Regions from separate parts of the Xenopus tropicalis genome. Here region 1 is linked to region 2. A link is a contact called in public Hi-C data. All regions are on one chromosome and are shown on one strand. Each heading gives the region's core, a stretch centred on a gene start, on an enhancer-like site or on the middle of the called end of the contact. The rest is flanking DNA. Distances are from core to core; before and after follow the strand shown. Region 1 has its middle 32 kb from the start of spef1. Region 2 has its middle 24 kb from the start of cdc25b.

Region 1 (2,700 bases), core at 163-2,662, 75 kb after region 2:
AATTAGGTGGGGGATATCGGGAGAAGATCGGGAGAAGATCCGCTCGCTTGGCGACATGCCCCACACCTTGTGTCTCAACCCTTTCTCCTTGTAGATTGTAAGCTCTTTTGGGCAGGGCTCTCTTCACCTCTTGTATCGGATATTGGTTACTTTATATGTTACTCTGTATGCCCAATGTATGAAACCCACATATTGTACAGCGCTGCGGGATATGTTGGCGCTTTATAAATAAATGTTAATAATAATAATAATAATTGCGTAACTTCCGCAAATACTGCTTAAAAAACTGCGTAACTTGCCTAGAACGTAAGTAACTTGCGTATCAAGCAAAAGACAACGCAGAGAAGCTTCTCAGGGACGAACCCACTGACCAACAATGAGTTAAACAACTTAAGGTAAATCCCACTGTGTCCCAATAACTTTACTGACTTATTAGCTCACTAATTATTAATTTTAACTATTTATATGAGCTGCTTATTACAGAGTAACGACAGCTGTTTGTATTGGGATCCATTTACTGAATTATATCATGAACTTTCCAGCAGGGGAATAGCTGGTTATTGGGCCCCACAGCAACATCATTGGGCCCCGATGCTTACACGTTTATGTAACTTATGCAAAAACGTACCTAACTTCCATATCAAGCAATGACAGCGCAGGGGCAGTTAGGTGGGAAGGGGTTAAACTCAGGACAAACTCTACTGACCCCCAATGAACTGAATTTTTAGCACATTATCCAATGGAACTCTTTGTATGAACGGCTTATTATAGAGTAACATCAGCTGTTTATATTGCACACACAAGGGGCGTGGCCAAATGTTGGTACTGCTTGTGTTCATGGGGGGGCCGTATAAATAACTTGTGTGGGGCCTCAAAGTTCTGATGTCGGCCCTGTAGCTATGGGCACACCATTGGTTAATTGACTGCTAGACAAATTGCCCATTAGATGCCCAGGTCTTCTCAATTGAGACAAACTTATCAGTAGCAAATTCATCATTTTTCTGGCCAATGATCGTATAATGATATATCAGTAGTTAGGGAGCAAAATCTGCAAATCAGGGAATGAGGTTGGGGGTCCTGTATGGCAAATCTCACCTTGCTTTCATCCTAGGGCCATAAAGCAAGGCTGGGCTGCTGTTGTCCCAACAGAAAGGAAGTAGAGGCAGTCACATGACTCTCCCTCCATGCTACCACTTCATTACTTCTTCATTTGGGCTGGATTTGCAGCATGATCTCTGAGCGGTGTGGGTTACAGTTGTGCAGGGAATCTCAGAGAGGAGGAACCTTTGGCCGAGGGTCTCTATGGCCCATTATTGCTGCTTGCCGGCCATCTGTCCCTCGGATGCCTACAGGTTAGACTCCATGGAATGTGCAGGCTGAATAGAGAACCTTATCTCTCATTATTGTCCTCCCCGCGCTCTACAGCTGTCACTGTTTGAAGGGCCAGATAAAGCTGCTGGGTGCGGCCCTCTCAGGGGGCAAATCTGTGGCTTTTCTACATCAAAGAGGCTGATAGTTGAAAACAATTAGGGGCTTTCTGCACTGACTCCATCTGCTGCGGTTACTGGCTCAGACCCAACAGCGTCCCAGTATGGCACCCACCTACCCGCCCCTGAGCCCTCGGTCTGACGAGAAGCAAAGAGCAGGGCTAGTAGCCATAAGCTACTCTTACTAGCCCCTGCACCCCTACACCTGTGCTAGGAACGTTTTGCTATTAAAATTCAATTAGTCAGACCCCCATGCATATACACCTGTCACTATCACTCGTGTATTATAAGGGATAATGTACCCCCTACTGTAAATGATAAGGATATTAGCAGTCACTGAGGGGTTCTGTGCCCATATAAAGGCACAAGGCTGCAGGCTGAGTTATACAGGGAACTCTGAGTATCACTCATGTATTATAAGGGATAATGTACCCCCTACTGTAAATGATAAGGATATTAGCAGTCACTGAGGGGTTCTGTGCCCCCCATATAAAGGCACAAGGCTGCAGGCTGAGTTATACAGGGAACTCTGAGTATCACTCATGTATTATAAGGAATAATGTACCCCCTACTGTAAATGATAAGGATATTAGCAGTCACTGAGGGGTTCTGTGCCCATATAAAGGCACAAGGCTGCAGGCTGAGTTATACAGGGAACTCTGAGTATCACTCATGTATTATAAGGAATAATGTACCCCCTACTGTAAATGATAAGGATATTAGCAGTCACTGAGGGGTTCTGTGCCCATATAAAGGCACAAGGCTGCAGGCTGAGTTATACAGGGATAATTTAACCATTAAATAAACCCAATAGGGCTGTTTTGCCCCCAATAAGGGGTAATTATATCTTAGTTGGGATCAAGTACAGGTACTGTTTTATTATTACAGAGAAAAGGGAATCATTTAACCATTAAATAAACCCAATAGGGCTGTTCTGCCCCCAATAAGGGGTAATTATATCTTAGTTGGGATCAAGTACAGGTACTGTTTTATTATTACAGAGAAAAGGGAATCATTTAACCATGAAATAAACCCAATAGGGCTGTTCTGCCCCCAATAAGGGGTAATTATATCTTAGTTGGGATCAAGTACAGGTACTGTTTTATTATTACATAGAAATAGGAAATCATTTTTAAAAATCGGAATTATTTTATTAAAATGGAGTCTATGGGAGACAGACTTTCCGTAATTCGGAGCTTTCTGGATAATGGGT
Region 2 (2,700 bases), core at 53-2,552:
AAGGAGTTAATGGTTCCCCATTGCTTTGGGCTGAGAGACGGCAGAAAACAGGAAGGGCAGCTCCTCTCTCTGTGGCTTTTGAAGTGCTTATTTTAGCCGGAGATGTTTGTTGTTTTATGGGAGGAAGGAAGATCTTGTGTTAAGACATGAATAGTTTGGGGCACAGCGAGCCTCCATTCCGTTATAAACAAGCGGCCCTGGGCATTCCAGCTTCAAGGGGGGCAATAACTGCATCCACATACCCAGGGGGATGAAAATAAACCGCTGTGATGGCATCAAGCCCCCGTACGCTGGCACAGTGTCGACTACAAAGAGCTGTGTATTTAGCCCCTCTAGAAATACTTGCCCTGGGACATAGGACATAGTTCCACCCACTCAACTTGTTAATAGCCTGAGTTAAGGTCGCCATACACTGGCCAATAAAAGCCCCCGACTTGCCCTGGACAGGGTGTCTAAATGGCCCTTCCAATGGCAGAAGTGGCTCAGCATGTTCAAGGCACAGGCCAGGCCGGCAATGAAGTTTCCTGGTTGGCCACAATTGCCCCAACACTGCAGATATTGGTTTTGCACCTGTACCATTGTCTGGTAGTACGGAGGGTAGATTGCACATGTCCCTGCCAGGCCACTGTAGTTTGTCTGCAGCACTGGTGAAAGCATTCTGATATCAATAAGGCATCGGTAATAATGAAAGTAGATGAACAGGAATATCAAGGTGTTAGTGGGGTCACTGACCCTAGCAACCAAGTAATGGTTATGTCATCCTGGAAGATTTATAGGAGAGCAGGGCCGGTTTGGGGATAAAGCAGAGATGATATTTAGCTTTGACCCCCAACCTGTGAATGCCCTCCTGACTAGAAAGTGCCACAGGTGAAACTACATCTAACCTATTATTCCACTGTAATGGTTTTGTCTTGGGTTTCATCCAAGTAATGTCCATCCTTTGCCCCCCCCTCCACCCCAGCTTTAACCTGCAGCCCCCATCATCACTCAGCACTTTACATTTATTTATAACTAACAATAATCCAACAACTAAGGGTTACAGAATAGAAATAGCATCAGAGGGCCCTGTCCACAAGAGCTTACAATCTATAATCCTACTGACAGCCAAACTGGGGGCACTAAATGTGCTGACAGTCAGTCTGCTTTCTGGTTGCCAAGGTCACTGATTTTATGTTTTGGTGCTAAATTCCTTTTGCAAACTGTTTTTTCCTCCCCTGTTGAGAGGCCCTTAGACCCTGCAGACCCGCGGTCGGTCCCTTTATCCCATGCCCAATGCTGAGCCTGGCTTTTGTTGTCCGCCAACACTGTTGGCTAATTAGGCCCATTGAAACCTGAGGAAATTAGCTCGCCATCAACTACCTACGACCTTGGTGTCCACATGTGCTCAATTAGGCTCCGATTGTGATGCTAAACATATGGGCCCCTCGTCAGCAAGTTCTGATTATCATTTAAAAACCTGTGAAGGTGCAGATGGAATTGTGGGGGGTGCGTGCAGCTGGTTTTCCCACTTACCATAAAAAGCTGGTATGAAGAGTAGAGAAGAGAGGAGTGGTTTGATGACCCTACATTTTTGGCCTTTTCACCCTACACTGTAAGGCAGTGATCCCCAACCAGTGGCTCAGGGGCAACATGTTGCTCCCCAACCCCTTGGATGTTGCTCTCAGTGCCCCCAAACCAGGGAGTTATTTTTGAATTCCTGACTTGGGGGCAAGTTTTGGTTGAATAAAAACAAGATTTCCTACCAAATAAAGCCCCCTGTAAGCTGATAGGGTGCATAGAGGCCCCTAATAGCCAATCACAGCCCTTATTTGGCTCCTCCATGAACTTTTATGATGCTTGTGTTGCTCTCCAAGTTTTTTTACATTTAACTGTGGCTCACGAGTAAGAAAGGTTGGGGTCCCTGCGGTAAGGATTAGGCGACAATCACTATTTGGGGCCATGAGCTGAATTGATCTCCTTGGGTTCTTTAGAGGCTGCTAACCCATCTAACCAACATAGAGCAATGCAATACTTTGTAAAGAGTTAAGGCTGATGGCTTCTTTTCACGTGGACACTTCCCAAGGAATATCTACTGCTTGTGAATGAACATTCTGCAGAACAATATATGCCCACAGCCTCCCTACACCCACACAAGTCACCCACCCACTAGGTGCCTCCTACTAGTTCTTCCTTAACGTTCACAGTTTTTGCTTTCAGAAGAACCACCTTTAGGCCCTCACCGGAAAACAATCTTCACTAAAGGTGCCCACCTACGGGTGGGCAATATTGGGAGAATCCAGGCTAATTCAGCGGGTATAGCGGGTATAGGCAAAGTCAACGAGCCGATGCAGTCCCCGATCCGACTAGATTTTTTAACCTGCCCGACCAAGATCTGCCCGATTTCAGGCCAGATATCGTTCGGGCAGGCCCGTCTGTAGTGCCCCTACACGGGCCGATTAGCTGCCGAATTGGTCTAAGGTGTATGGGGACCTTAACACTATTAGCAATGTCTTATTTGGGGGACTAACTGCTGACTGTTTAGCTTGTTGGGGCAGTGAGTTCTTACACCCATGCCACAAAGACCTGTGAGCCATGACTTATGATGCTACAAACCAGTGGAGATGTCAAAGCGCTATGTCACCAGACAGGGAGCAATCCAGTTGGGCAGTTGGGTGGAAGGGATGGAAGGAGCAGAAGACAGAAGAGGAGCCTGTCTTGGTG

Evidence for each region. A called contact is a pair of places that touch in the nucleus more often than the background predicts.
Region 1: a Hi-C map of gastrula embryo shows a contact between it and region 2, with 2.0 times the contacts expected there. The contact joins two enhancer-like sites. A contact is called at or near these places in 2 of 5 Hi-C or Micro-C datasets (gastrula embryo and neurula embryo).

What each region holds. Positions count from the first base shown.
Region 1 is chr1:15,626,664-15,629,363 of UCB_Xtro_10.0, forward strand. No RefSeq gene overlaps it. Among named protein-coding and RNA genes, the nearest start is that of spef1, 32 kb to the right of the region's middle. Within about 2 kb of position 1,413, at least 5 of the 11 cell types and tissues checked have an H3K27ac peak or open chromatin away from gene starts, as enhancers often do. A contact at or near this core is called in gastrula embryo, where this site is marked.
Region 2 is chr1:15,552,044-15,554,743 of UCB_Xtro_10.0, forward strand. No RefSeq gene overlaps it. Among named protein-coding and RNA genes, the nearest start is that of cdc25b, 24 kb to the right of the region's middle. Within about 2 kb of position 1,303, at least 1 of the 11 cell types and tissues checked has an H3K27ac peak or open chromatin away from gene starts, as enhancers often do. A contact at or near this core is called in gastrula embryo, where this site is marked.